Regions from separate parts of the Mus musculus genome. Here region 1 is linked to region 2. Evidence: chromatin contacts called from public HiChIP or PLAC-seq data. All regions are on one chromosome and are shown on one strand. Each heading gives the region's core, a stretch centred on a gene start, on an enhancer-like site or on the middle of the called end of the contact. The rest is flanking DNA. Distances are from core to core; before and after follow the strand shown. Region 1 holds the start of Ptk7 (PTK7 protein tyrosine kinase 7). Region 2 holds the start of Dlk2 (delta like non-canonical Notch ligand 2).

Evidence for each region. HiChIP or PLAC-seq counts read pairs in DNA pulled down with a chosen protein or histone mark.
Region 1: a contact with region 2 is called in an H3K27ac HiChIP or PLAC-seq map of microglia, with 7 times the contacts expected there. The contact joins the promoter of Ptk7 here to the promoter of Dlk2 in region 2. A contact is called at or near these places in 3 of 39 promoter capture datasets (cranial neural crest, liver and neural stem cells), 1 of 484 Hi-C or Micro-C datasets (embryonic stem cells), 2 of 115 datasets of contacts at active chromatin or transcription factors (microglia and stem cell-derived neural progenitor cells) and 2 of 9 other capture datasets (adipose tissue and pancreatic islet).

What each region holds. Positions count from the first base shown.
Region 1 is chr17:46,628,236-46,635,129 of GRCm38.p6, reverse strand. It overlaps Ptk7 (PTK7 protein tyrosine kinase 7), which reads left to right and starts at 5,626. Exons shown (of 20, transcript NM_175168.4): 1 at 5,626-5,862. The coding sequence starts at 5,808. Klc4 (kinesin light chain 4) reads left to right here. Exons shown (of 16, transcript NM_001357130.1): 13 at 2,240-2,380; 14 at 2,982-3,097; 15 at 3,239-3,302; 16 at 4,057-4,501. The coding sequence ends at 4,107.
Region 2 is chr17:46,295,412-46,302,385 of GRCm38.p6, reverse strand. Dlk2 (delta like non-canonical Notch ligand 2) reads right to left here and starts at 4,458. Exons shown (of 6, transcript NM_001286013.1): 1 at 4,308-4,458; 2 at 3,688-3,818; 3 at 3,375-3,438; 4 at 1,305-1,435; 5 at 598-742; 6 at 1-20. The coding sequence starts at 3,763. Gm41588 (a long non-coding RNA gene) reads right to left here and starts at 3,368. Exons shown (of 2, transcript XR_876844.1): 1 at 3,027-3,368; 2 at 2,296-2,943.

The DNA.
Region 1 (6,894 bases), core at 4,377-6,876, 330 kb before region 2:
GCAGGCATTTTTTTTCTGAGACAGGGTTTCTGTGTATATCCCTGGCTCTGTAGACTCTATGGAAATGAACTCAGAGATCTGAGATCCGCCTTCCTGCCTGTTTTCCAAGTACTAGGATGAAGGGTGTGGCCAGGCAGTGGTGGCACACGCCTTTAATCCCAGCACTCAGGAGGCAGAGGCAGGCGGATTTCTGAGTTCGAGGCCAGCCTGGTCTACAAAGTGAGTTCCAGGACAGCTAGGGCTATACAGAGAAACCCTGTCTCGAAAAAAAACAAAAACAACAAAAAAAGAAAGGTGTGTACCGCCACCACCCAGCCGATAAATATATCTTAAAAAAAAAAAAGACCCTGCCCCAAAGAAAAATACAAGTCCAGATGGCAGGGCCAAGAAGGAAGGGCCTGGGGACAAGGACTCAAGGGACTTCTTGGGTTTCTTGTGCATGTGCTGAGAGAGGGACCAAGTCTTATGGCCGTGGTAGTTTTTAAGAAAGTTCTCACTCATGCTGGCTGGAGAGATGACTCAGCAGTTAAGAGCACTGACTGCTCTTCCAGAGAGCCTGAGTTCAAGTCCCAGCAATCACAAGGTGACTTACAACCATCCGTAATGGGGTCCGATGCCCTCTTCTGGTGTGTCTGAAGACAGCAACAGTGTACTCATATACATATAATAAATAAATCTTTAAAAAGAAAAGAAAAAAGGAAAACAAAAAGAATGTTCTCACTGCAAATTTGCCGCTTGTGTCAGGTGCAGATCTAAGATTTCTTTCATAGCTGGTATGGTGGCTTGCGCTTGTAATTCCAGTACTCAGGTGGCTGAGGCAGAGTAGTTACTATGAGTTTGAGGCCTTTTCTCAAAAAATCCAAACCAGGGCAGGTGTGAGCTGACTTAAAAGTGGCCTTTCACTCTGGGCCATAGCTACCACATATAAGTCTGTAAGGATGTACTGGAGCCACACAGAGCAGATCTGTCCAGCCGCTGAGTGAGGCGCATAGTAAGGAGGGGAGACACTGTCCCTGCACTGGCTGCCGAGAGGAAAAAGAGCGAGGTGAGCCACATCCTGGGACTTAGGGAGTGTGAGGGCCCAGCTCCTTCCTTTTACTGTATTCTTCTCTCAGATATTGCATCCCAACTACAGTCTCCTGCCCTCCCTCTCCTCCCCACCCCCTCCATTTCCCTTCAGAAAAGAGCAGGCCTCCCAGGGAGAGCAACCCTCAGAGGTTGGACTAGGCAAGTCAGTATGAGGAAAAGAGTCAGAGCCTCTGCTCCCGGTGTTAGGAACCCCACAAGAACACCAAGCTACACAACCGTACCATGTACGCAAAGGACCTAGCTCAGACCCATACGAGGCTCCCTAATTGTCACTTCAGTCTCTGTGAGCCCCTATGAGCCCTGGGTAGTAGATTCTGTGGACCATGTTTTACTGATGTCATTGATCCCTCTGGTTGCTACAGTCCTTCCTGCCCCCCTTCTGAGGGATTCCATGATGTTTGGCTGTGGGTCTTTCCATCTGCTCACATCAGTCGCTGGATGAAGCCTCTCTGAAGATGATTATGCTAGGCTCTAGCCTACAAGGACAGCAGAATATAAGCAGCATTCATTTCATTGCCCCCCGCCCCCAGCCTTGTTTGATTCTATCTTACCCTAGGTTATCCAGCCTCTGGTCCTGGCCCTCCAGGCAGTGTCAGGGATGAGCACCGACTCATGGCATGGGGCTTAAACTGGGCCAGTCACTGGTTGGCCCCCACCAGTTCTGCACCACCTTTACCTTAGCACATCTTGTAGGCAGGACAAACTAACTGTACATAGAAGATTTTGTGGCCAGGTTGGTGTCCCAGTTCCTCCATTTTCCCAGTATAGAAGGTGGTTCAGGCTCTGTGTCTCTCAGTACCAGGGGTCTATGCTAGGGTCACCCTCATAGATTCCAGAGAGTTTCCATTGCATGAGGTTTCTAGGTTACCCCTGAAATGATCCTCAATTCCAACCTTCTCTCTCAGTACTCGTTCTTTTACAGTTGTGTGTGTGTGTGTGTGTGTGTGTGTGTGATTTGGCCTGCACATGTGTCTGCATGCATGCAGTGCTCACTGAGATCAGAAGAGAGCACTGAATCCCCAGCTCTGGGGTTACAGGCCTTGTAACTTGTGAGCTGCCACGTAGGTGCTGGGAACTGAATCTGTGTCCTCTGGAAGAGCAGCTTATAAGGCTGGGCTGTGTTCCTAACATCTCCTCCTCTTTCTTCCAGGGTACTGACCCCATCAGTCAGACCAAGGTGGCAGAGCTGCTCGGGGAAGGAGATGGTAGAAAGGCCATCCAGGAGGGTCCTGGAGACAGCGTGAAGTTCGAGGGAGGTGAAGACGCATCAGTGGCTGTGGAGTGGTCAGGGGTAAGTCTGCTCACTACTACTGTCCTGAATTCTGAAGCTGTCTTTCCCCAAGTTTGTACAGGGTATGAGTCATGTAGTACCCACCAGTTAGCCCATCCTTTCAGGCCTGGCCCTGAGAATCTGTTATTTATTTGTTTGTTTGTTTATTGTTATACATAAGTACACTGTAGCTGTCTTCAGACACACCAGAAGAGGGAGTCAGATCTCATTACGGGTGGTTGTGAGCCTCCACGTGGTTGCTGGGAATTGAACTCAGGACCCTTGGAAGAGCAGTCAGTGCTCTTATCCACTGAGCCATCTTGACAGCCCCTGGGAATCTCTTCTTTTGGTTTTTCAAGACAGGGTTTCTCTGTGTAGCCCTGGCTGTCCTGGAACTCACTCTGTAGACCTGGCTGGCCTCGAACTCAGAAATCCGCCTGCCTCTGCCTTCCGAGTGCTGGGATTAAAGGCGTGCACCACCACGCCTGGCTGGGAATCTGTTCTTGATGAGGCCATTGCTTTCAATCACTGGGCTTCAGGAAAGGGAATAAATGGCAGGAATAGACTTAGAAGCTGGGTGACATGGGACCTTGGGTTCCCAATGCCTGTCTCTTCCCAACAGGATGGCAGTGGCACCCTCCAGAGGAGCGGCTCTCTGGGCAAGATCCGGGATGTGCTTCGTAGGAGCAGTGAGCTACTGGTGAGGAAGCTCCAGGGGACGGAGCCGCGACCTTCCAGGTACATGACAAGTGACAAGGGGTAACTATGACAAAGCAGGTCAGCAGGCCTGGCCTGCAGCACCTCCTGGTGCCGGAGAAATGTCCTAGAGTGTCCTACACAGAGGAGCAATGGGGGCCTCACTTCTCTTTTTCTTTGCAGCAGCAGCATGAAGCGGGCGGCCTCGCTGAACTACTTAAACCAACCCAATGCAGCCCCCCTCCAGGTGAGCGTGCTGAGGGACACCCTAGGGCCGAGGGAGGAAGGGCTCCCCAAGGCAGTCCCAGGGGCAACTGGGAAGGTGGAAGACTCACCATAGTGAAGGTGGCCTGGGAGACTGGAGCTCTTCAGGAGTCAGACTGACAGCATGGCATCGGAGGTGCTGGGCATCGAGAGACAGGGGCAGTGGGGGACACATGTCTAATCTCAGAGCTGGGGAAGCAGAGGCAAGTGGGACTCTGCATTTAAAGCCAGCCTGGTCTACAGAGTTCCAGCACGGACAGGGTGACACAGAAACCTGGTTTGAAAGAGAAGAGAAAGACAGACAGACAGATAGACAGACAGAGACAGAGAGAGAGAGAGTTTCTGGCTAAAGGATTCAGTCAGAATTATTCAGGAGAGTACCAGCCACTGGTGCTCTCTAAGCTGGTAATAATTCAGAGTGACTTAGAGCTGCTGGCCGTGTCTTACTCCTTCCCTTGAGGTCTCAGTGAGGAAGTAGGAACACCAGCAGCATGAAGTCTCCCTTAGAGAAAGCAGGCAACACTGCCAGCCAGTTCAACACAGTGAGCTCTTGGGTCAGCTCATTCACTGTGCAAGCCAGCATTCTTGCCCAGGTTTCGTCCCGTAGCTCCTCCAGTAGACCGTGCCTAAGCAAAGTCCTAGAGCTTAGGTTGAGGTTAGAAATTCCATCTTTAGTCTCTGCAGAGCAGGCAGACTCCAGGAGTTTGCAGTGATGTGTGGTTGCTGGTCTCTTTCAGGTCTCCCGGGGCCTCAGCGCCAGCACTGTGGACCTTTCTTCAAGTAGCTGACATTCAACTCCCTCTTTTAGTCTGCTGGGTCCCCACAGCCCTTACAGCATTCCCCATGGCTCCTGTCTCTTCCCCAACTCAATAGGATGGTGAAGAGGGAGCGGTGTATGTGGTAGATTGCTGCTTCTAGGGTCTAGGCTCCTTCCCTGGGAACCCCCCTTCGGAAGGGCCCTCAGGATAACATGATCTCTACTTTGGAGTCCTCTAGAGTAGCTGACTGAGGCTCCCAAGGTGGGAGAAAGTGGGTCTGCACCTCAGGGATGCGCCTGATGCTGGCTCTTCTGTCAGTTTGGGGCTGGCCAACTGGGCTGCCTTGCCCTGGTCTCTTTTACCCTCTGCTGCCTCACTACAGGTCCACATATTTCACTGTTTCTTTAATAAATGAACCAGGTAACATTTTGTGTTCGGAGTCTTCATTGAAGACGTTGTTCAGGACCCTTCCTAGAAGGATGAGGGCAGTGGTAGTGTGCAGGACTGTTGAATTCTTGGCTCAATGGTTCCCTCCGTGTTTGTACCCTCTTTAGCAGGGCCTGGAGGAAGACTTCTGGGGGATGGGGAATGAGGCACACAAGAAGAAGGTGCTGTGGACGGGGTTGTCAGGGACATGTGGTGGCCATGTGGCAGGACCCTGGAGTCCTGGCGCCACTTCTCCTGCCTGTGAGGCCCTCTGTGGCTTCCTTCCCCCCTCCCAGCTGCTTGGGGGAAGGGAGGTCTAAGCAGGCCTGGGGGGCCCTCCAGAGCCAGAAGGGGGACAAGGCGCTATCCATCCTCTCTTGCATATCCTGGAGGCCTGTCAGCAGCTGGGGCCCATCTTCTAAAGCTTGACTTCTTCTGACCCGCCTCCCACACCCCTTGCTGCTTTCACAACAAAGAAAGAATGTGGGGGTGGTGGCGCTGGGGGTGGAGGGTGCCTGGAACAAGGGCTGCGTTGGGCCTCCCCACAGCTGGAGATTTGGCCATGCCCTGACACAGCCCAGACTGCTTGGAGATGGACTTGGGATGTATGTCTGTTTAATAGCTCTCGCTGGGGGTTGGAGCCCAGGGTTTCTACCTTGGGTTCAGATTTGTCCAGTGTCACGCACGCCCCTCCCCCTCCCTGGCTACATCTGTTCCACCGGGCACCACAGCTGTGCCCTCCTTGTCTTCTGAGACATCCTGGCTATGTCCTCCTTGCCTTCTTCTGAGACACCCTGCTGGTCTGTCTCATGCAGCACTTTGGGTTGCTTAACTCCAGCAACTTGGAGAATTCTGGGCAAACTATTGCTCCAGATCTCCAGGTAGGTTCAGAGGGCCTAACGGAGTTCTGAGAGTCACTTTGGTTCTCTTGCGTCCCAGTGGATAGATTAGGCGGTGGGAACAACACCCAGGTCTCCGGCACTCCCCTAAGACGGCCACTGCTGCTCCCCCCCCCCCCCATCATTCCCCAGATCCTTCTTTCTATTGCCAGCTCCTCCCCTCGACGGCGGGGAAGGGGGCGTCAGGGGGCGGGGCGCCGTGCAGGCGGAGAGGAGGGGGCGTCGGGGGCGTGGCTTGGCTGCGGCGGCGGCGCGCTCGAGGGCTTGGATGTACGGGGCGCGCGCGGCTCCAGCTCCGGACGCCTCGGGCTCGGGCTGTAGCTGCTGCGGCGGCCCCCGCGCTCCGGTCCGCGCGCCCGCTCGCCGTGTGCCTTGAACCTCGCTGCTCGTCTGCAGCCCGCCAGGATGGGAGCCCGCCCGCTGACTCTGCTCAGAGCCCTGCTTCTGCCGCTGCTGGCCGGTGAGTCCCCCGAGAACCGGGAGGATCCGAGCTGTGCTTTGAGAAGCGCGGGAGTCCCGGGGGCTGGAAGGGCCCTGGAGAGGTGGGCTGGGCAGTTGGGGAGGTGGAGAGGCTCGCTAGGGGCTCGAGGATCCTGGGTTGGCGACGCCCCCTACGCGGTGGCGACACGGTGCACTGGGGCGCGGGGACGCGTTTGCTGTGAGTTCTCTCCGCCCGATCCGAGAGTTTGCTCGAGCGTTGCCCGGAGTCGCTGGCTCCCAAGCTCTGCTAAGATCTCCCTTTTGGAGAAGCAGTGCCCTCCCATCCCGTGAAAAGGTGCGGACGCGGACACCCAGGAATGCCCCGGGCCTTGGAGCCCAGATGAGGGGGATAGGCCTGGCTCCCGATCCCGTCCGAGCTGACATGGGGCGCGCCTGGCGCGGAGCTTTGTTACCTATGCCGGCCCGACGCGCCCGGGTCCCTCCCTGCAAGTTCCGGGGCAAAGCTGGAACCCCAGATGGCCCTGCGGGTGAGGGCAGGTTAGACTGAGAAGTGCCTAATCTTCTCCTCCAACTAGGCCTTGAGCCTACTCGGTGCCAGGGTCGTATCCCTGGAGCGGAGGGTCCCAGGCTGTAGTGGTGACTAATGAGTGAAGGCCGCTGCCAAAATCGGGCATGGCCGGCTTGCCAAGGTGCGGACGGGCTTTGCTTTGCTGTTTCCTGGATTTCCATCCTGTCCGTGTGTCCGTGTTCTCGGAGGAAAGGATTGTCTCTCTTCCTAAGGGCAGAAAGGCAAAGAGAGAGATAGAACGAGAGAGAGAGAGAGAGAGAGAGAGAGAGAGAGAGAGAGAGAGAGAGAGAGCGCCCAACTCTGGCTTTTCGTGAAGGGTCTCTCTACTTTGGTGAGGGTGTGGCCCCCCCGCCCCCCCCCCCCATCTCCAGGGCAAACAAGGGGCACCCTGTCCCGCAGACTTTTATTTCCTGGCTGATCACACCTGAGAGTCGGTCACAACTAAGGTGTTGTAAGTGACTTAACCGGAAATCGCCAAGCCAC
Region 2 (6,974 bases), core at 3,209-5,708:
CTCCATTCCGGCACGGGAAGCTGAGGTGGGAGTGGGAGAGACCACTGGTGTCAACTTGCTGACCAGTGTCCTGACCACTGACTTCACCTCCTCCCCGCCCGCCCCGAGTTTCAAATAACCTTTAAGAATGAGAATAAAAATAGCCAAATTGTGTGGGTTAAACAAGAGACCCAATGTCAAGCAGTTAGCACGTGGCCTGGCCCAGACTCCAGGGCTCAGAGCAGAGCTGCCTGCTACCCCACACGCTCTCGGGCCTGTAGCGGAAGTGGGACAAGTCCAGCCCTGTGGACGTTTCATAATCTGCACAGGAAGAGCCAGCTAGCTCTGAAGGCTGCATGTCTGCTTTTGTACGAAAAGTAAAGGAGTCCTTGGTGCCTCCCCTCCCACGCCACCCTCCTGCACCAAAACACCATTTGCGGGAAAAGAAATAGCTCAGGTACAAAAAGGTTGAGCCTATGAAGCAGGCACGCTGTCACAGTGGGGTTTTTCTCCTGCATGGCTCTGACTCTCAGCACCCCCCCCCCACCTCAGTTCTCAGTCCTGCCTCTTTCCTCAGTACCAGATTCTGGTCTAGCTTCCCCAGAGTCCAGCACTCACCCTGCCTGCTCACAAGGTCCAGCCTTGCGCTCACAGCCACGTCCATGGAAGCCTGGCAGGCACACACAGTGGTACTCACCACCCCCGTCATACACACACTGGCCTCCATTCTGGCAGGGTGATTGTGAGGTACAGATGTGCTCATCTGGAGAGGAGGTGAGAAGATGCCCTCATATTTGGTCCTCAGGACCCATGTGGTCCAGGTCCAAAGCTATGTGAATATGACTTGCACTTCAGACCTACCCTGGCCAGTAGCTTGGGAACCCTCAAGTAAGGTTCTGGAAACAAACCCGGTCTCAGCTCTGGTAGTCTGGGCCAGACTGACTTTACAGCTCTTCTGTAGACCATAGTTTCACCATGTTTAAAATGGGGACAATTTGGGGTTGAAGAGATGGCTCAGCAGTTAAGAGCACTAGCTACTACTCTTCCAGAGGTCCTAAAAGTCCAATTCCCAGCACCCACATGGCAGCTCACAATTTGATACCCTCTTCTGGTCTGCAGGCATACATGCAGACAAAGCACCTATATACATAAAAAAAAATCTAAAAAAAAAATGCATGCAATTTTTAGCAGCTACCTTTCCAACATCATGGGTTGATGTTGAGAATCCTTTCAGACACCAAGGAAGGGTCAGATAAGCAAACACTAAATGTTAATGGACATTCTAAAACACATGGGCTCTCCAGCCAATAGCGCATCCATCCTACCTTTGTCACAGAACTTTCCTGCCCAGCCACTGTGGCAGATGCACTGCCAGGGCTGGTGGCAGGTACCGTGCTGGCAGCCAGGCATCCTCACACAGCGCTCACAGTGCAGCCCCTCCCAGCCTGGGTCACACCTGGTGGAGAAAGCACAGGATCAGGGCGCGAGCGTGTGTGTGTGTGTGTGTGTGTGCAGGAACATGTGTGTCTGTGTGGATGTAAGGTAGAACCAGAGCTTATGTGTGTGTGTGTATGTGTGTGTGCACGAACGTGTGTGTCTGTGCATGTGTAAGGTAGAACCAGAGCTTCTGTGTGTGTGTGTGTGTGTGTGTGTGTGTGTGTGTGTGTGTGTAGGAACATGTGTGTCTGTGCATGTGTAAGGTAGAACCAGAGCTTCTGTGTGTGTGTGTGTGTGTGTGTGTGTGCACGAACGTGTGTGTCTGTGCATGTGTAAGGTAGAACCAGAGCTTCTGTGTGTGTGTGTGTGTGTGTGCACGAACGTGTGTGTCTGTGCATGTGTAAGGTAGAACCAGAGCTTGTGTGTGTGTGTGTGTGTGTGTGTGTGTGTGCCTGTGTAAGGTAAAACCAGAGCCTCTAGAAACTGGTAGGATATACAACAGCCGCGAAGGAAAAGCAGATCAACCCCAGGTAGGTGCAGGGCTGGGCAGATGGACATGTAAGCAGTCAGACAGACTACAGCATTCAAGTTTAGTACCTGGTTGTCTAGCCTTTGATAATCTCTTTTCTCACCTGAACACTGAAAAAAAAATGCCTCCCTTCAAGAGTATTTTTTTAAAGATTTATTTATTTATTATATGTAAGTACAGTGTAGCTGTCTTCAGACATACCAGAAAAGGGTATCAGATCTCATTATGGATGGTTGTAAGCCACCATGTGGTTGCTGGGAATTGAACTCAGAACCTTCGGAAGAGCAGTCAGTGCTCTTAACCGCTGAGCCATCTCTCCAGCCCCCGCCCCCCCTTTTTTTTGAGTATTCTTAAATAAAACAATGTCTGTAATTCTGGTGCCATTCCTGGAATGTCTGGTTGTGCACATTGGAAAGAGTGACCTTCTTCCCTTCAGACTCCGGAATGAGTGGCTGGGTTGTTTTGTTGTGAGGCAGGTGTTCTGTTTGTCTCAAGTAGACAAGGCTAGCTTGGAATCCTGATCTTTCTAGCATCACTTCGCAGTCGCTAAAATCACAGGTATGGGCCACCATACCAGCTCTATGATTTTTTGTTGTATTGTTTTTCGAGGCAAGGTTCCTCTGTATAGACTTGGCAATCCTAGAACTCTCACTCTGTAGACCAGGCTGGCCTCAAACTCAGAGATTGCTTTGCCTCTGCCTCCCAAGCGCTGGGATTAAAGGCGTGCGCCACCACCGCCCGGCCAGCTTAATTTTTATAAGCCCACTGAGGATGTCTAGTCTCAAGTACCCCAGCTCCATGCCAAGTATCTGCCCTCGCCAGCTCCCTTCTCATGTCCAAACCCTTCTCTGCCCCAGAATTTGCCCAGTCTGCCGAGGTGAGTCAATGATGGAATTCTCCAAGAAGCAGACCCCTCCCCCTACAGTCCCCCTCCCCCTGCAGCTCCCCTTCCCCGGGTCACCTCTCCCTGGAGCCCTCTCCCCTTGCAGCTATTCTCTCTCTGCAGCCCCCCTCCCCCTGTAGCCCCCTCCCCTGCAGCCCCCTCTTCCTACAGCCCTCCCTCCCCCTGGAGCTACCCTACCCCTGCAGCCCTTCTCTTCCGTTTCCTCTTTACTGTGGCTCTCAGTCCCTAAACTCTCAAGCTTCAGATGACTCTATGGCATCTTGAGGGACAGAAGCCCTTGAGAGAATAAAGAGTTGGTTATTCAAGCTCTTAAAGTAAGAAGCAAAAAGAGATACGGGGAGAGGAGAGGAGGGGAGGGGAGGGGACTGGTCATCCTGTTATGTATAAACAAACAAACACACACACACACACACACAATAGGGTCTTAAGCGCCTAGATACTGTTGCGGGTTTTTGACATGCTCTCGGTGTAAAGGACCAAAAAGTGGGGAGGAAAGGATTTGAGGCACGTGTGCCGCTTAAGTACCTGCAGGAGCCGTCAGGAGCGCAGCAGCCGTGGGCCAGGTCACAGTGGGAGCTGCAGTCATCCGCTGAAAGAGATTGGTGTAGTGGGTGTGAGTCTGGGTCCGAGTCTGACTTCCCAGGCGCGGGACTTGGCAGAGGTTTCAGTAGTCAGATGGACTCATGGGCACGGACGAGCGTCCCATTCCAAAGAGAGCACTTATAGATCTCTCCCTATGGAACGGAGCGGTTGCAGTGCCGTCTCTAGCCAGCAGAGGTCAACGTGCCAGCGAGGACGGCTGAGGAGAGCCGGGACCCAATCCCTGGGGCAGGCTCACCTCTGGCAGGCTGGCTGGTTGCCCCCAGGATGCACAGCAGGCACACGAGATTTAGGCAGCGGCAGCCGCTGGGCATGGTCAGTTCCGGCCTCAGGAGGGACGGACGGATGAACGGCCAGACGTGTAGACACCTGTGGGATGGCACGGGCTGGGAAGCGGCTTGACGCGGAGATAGCGGCACTGATACTGGTTCCAAGTGACAGGAGCAGGAGAAGGAGAGGGACTCCCCGGGTGGGGAGTGGAAGGGCGGGCGAGAGAAAGGGTTGAGCAGGCGAAGGGACTGGAGGCAGGAACCCACTAGCCAGGTCTGCGGGAAAGAGGCCAAAGGATGGGCAGCAGCGAGCGTGGCCACCGCGCGGGAACAGCCAGAGCTGCGATCGCGATCCAGGTGGAGGGGTCAATAGAGATGGGGACAAGCGCGGAAAGGCGAGCGCGACGGGACGTGGGGGCTGGGGCGTGGGGAGGAGCGGCTCCCAGTTCCTAGATGCAAGAGATCTCCTCCCGGGTCCTCCGACATCCACCCACCTAGGCCTGGCTCTCACAGCCCCCCAACCCCGCTCGCTCCGCCTCGCTTCGGCCTGAGGTCCCCACCGAGGGACCGCGTCCTCCTAGCTTCTCACCTCCGGCTGGGAGGCGACGCGTCCCCGGGGCGCAGAGTCAAACCGGATCCGACGGACTGGGCCGGGGGGCGGGAGGGGGGCCGCCCCTAGCTGGCCGCGGGGCTCGGCACCGAAGTAGCTGCCATGCCAGCCGAGCACTCGGGAATCTGGGGCTGCAGGCGACCCCGAGCGGCGGCAGCGGCTCCTCGCGCGCGCTCGGCCCCCTGCCAGGGGCGGCGTGTGCCGGCGGAGCCCGCCTCTCCCCTCCCGCCGCCGCGGCCCGCCCCGCACCGACTGCGCCCCGCGCCCACCCCCGCTGCGCACGGCCACACCTCGCGCTGCCACTCGGCCCTGGCACCCCCCAGCGCTCTTCGCCCCTCCCTTCGCGGCCCCCAGCCCCCTTGCTTCGCTTTCTTCCTCCGAAATTAGAAAATCAAAGGAGCTGAACTGGGCATACACCGTAAAGCGCGGGCCGAAGGTGCGCGCCCTGCTGTCTTCCCATTTTCTTGCCCACCCCACCTCAACCGCTCGCCCCACTCTGCCCCTCACCCACGCCCGACTCTGCACGCCCCTGTCTACCGCGCATCGTGATTTTCATTAGCCTTTCCCGGCTCTCCTGTTTTAGCCCGAGCACACTGAAGCCATGCTTGCTGCCACCTTCCTCCTGTCACCAGCCCACGCCTCCCCGGCTTGCAGAGCCTTCGTCACTGGCTTCGTAGGTCAGCGCCTGCTCTCTGTGGGCTTCTTTCTTTCTTCGCTACCTCTTTCAGGATGGACCATATCTACATAAATACCATCCCAGCGTACCCGCTGTTCTTTCCTCCCATCTGCTCCCAGTTTTCACAGCCCGTTCCTTTCCAAGCCCACCTTTGGGTAGCCTGCCTAGATCATACACTGCCTATTGGTGTTGCCCCACAAGTTCCTGCCACTGAACATCCCCACATCCGTTCACAGCTCCACATCTCGGAATGAGAGTTTTGTATTGAGAGAGGGTGGGGAGAATTGCCCTTGTAGGTCTCTTTACCCCTCAGAGCCAATGAGTCAAAAAAACCCAAAGAAGATAAAGACCCCAATATGTGTATTTGTTGGTGTTTGGTGTTTGGTTGGGTAACTGTGCAGAGGGGAAGGCTGCCCACAGTCTCTAGGTCTTCCTATGGAACTTCCTATCTTTAAGTTGGAAGGTGACTTCCTTAACTGCACAGACTGGCTTCTTGCTGCAGAGACTCGAGGGACAGGGCAGTGCCCACCGCCTACACCTGACAACACCCACGCCCAATCTCAGCTCAATAGCTGACTTCCTCTTGCCCCCCCCAGGGGGGGCACTCTCTGGGTTTGAGTCACCGAGTGGGCTTCTAGCGTTCATTTCTTTTGTTCTAAGTTGGGTTGTTGTTTTCTTTTAGCAAAAATTGCAAACCCAGAGCATCAACAATTCGTGTAGAAAATGTAAGGCTGGTATGCTAGCACAACATGACTAGTAAGTCACCTTTTTGAAGTCTAAAGGATCCCAAAATATGAGGATTTCAAGATGAAAGCATCCTGGTCTACATAAGTTCTCTCTCTCTCTCTCTCTCTCTCTCTCTCTCTCTCTCTCTCTCTCTCTCTGTAAGAAACACAGAGTGAGGAGGTGAGGGAGAGAAACAGTGGACCCCAATGTTAGCAATAGCTCTGTCTGTGTGATGAGATGATAGACTCAGCACTCTCCGGATGATGAGATGATAGAGTCATGGCTCTCTGGGTGATGAGATGATAGAGTCGTGGCTCTCCAGGTGATGAGATGATAGAATCATGGCTCTCCGGGTGATGAGATGATAGAGTCATGGCTCTCCAGCTGATGAGATGATAGAACCTTTGCCTGTGATTGAGTTTTTCCTTCCCTTTCTTTCAACAAGGTCTCAAGTAGCCCAGGCAAGTCTGGAACTTACCATGTAGCTAAGGATAACTTTTGAATTCCTGACCCTCCTTAGTGTCAAAATTACAGCTATGCATTTACCACACCTGGCTAAGATTTTTTTCTCATTAATACTTTGTATCATCTCTGTTTTTCTCACAATGAACATGCATAACATTCTAAAAACTGAAGTATATAATATATACTATTTATATGGCTAATACTTATATTTATACATATATTCATACTTTTTGAAATAAAGGAAAGGAAGAAATAAATCAATCAAGGCAAGTAAAGATTCTATATTAGTTCATATATATTACTTTTTTGTGTCATAAATTCATTCAACAAATAGGTGTTGAGCACATACATGCTTGTGCCAGGTGACAGATGCCATTCCAGGCACTGGAAATAGAGATTCCTGAGAAATGGCACCTTCATTCCCACTCCCCCATCCTCCCAATGCTGGAGACAATTCCAGATCTGCATACACAGAAGGCAAACACTCTGCTGGTGGAGCCACATCGCTTTCACTGCTGAGTGACTGAGCTGAAGACGTGAGCAAGGAACAGCCCCAGTTCATTGATGGAATATATTAAAATTCACTGATACAACTCTGAAGCTTGTGCAGAGTCTGCAGTTGACACATCACCTGCCTCCCCCTCGTTCTCTGAAGATTTCAGCTGCTTGCTCGCTGTCACTCTCTTCCTTTGCCTCTAAGTCTTACTGACTCTTTGCCTCTCTGGGGGCCTGGGAACTGTTTCAGGCTCTTGATGACTGTGCATGCGACAGACACAGTT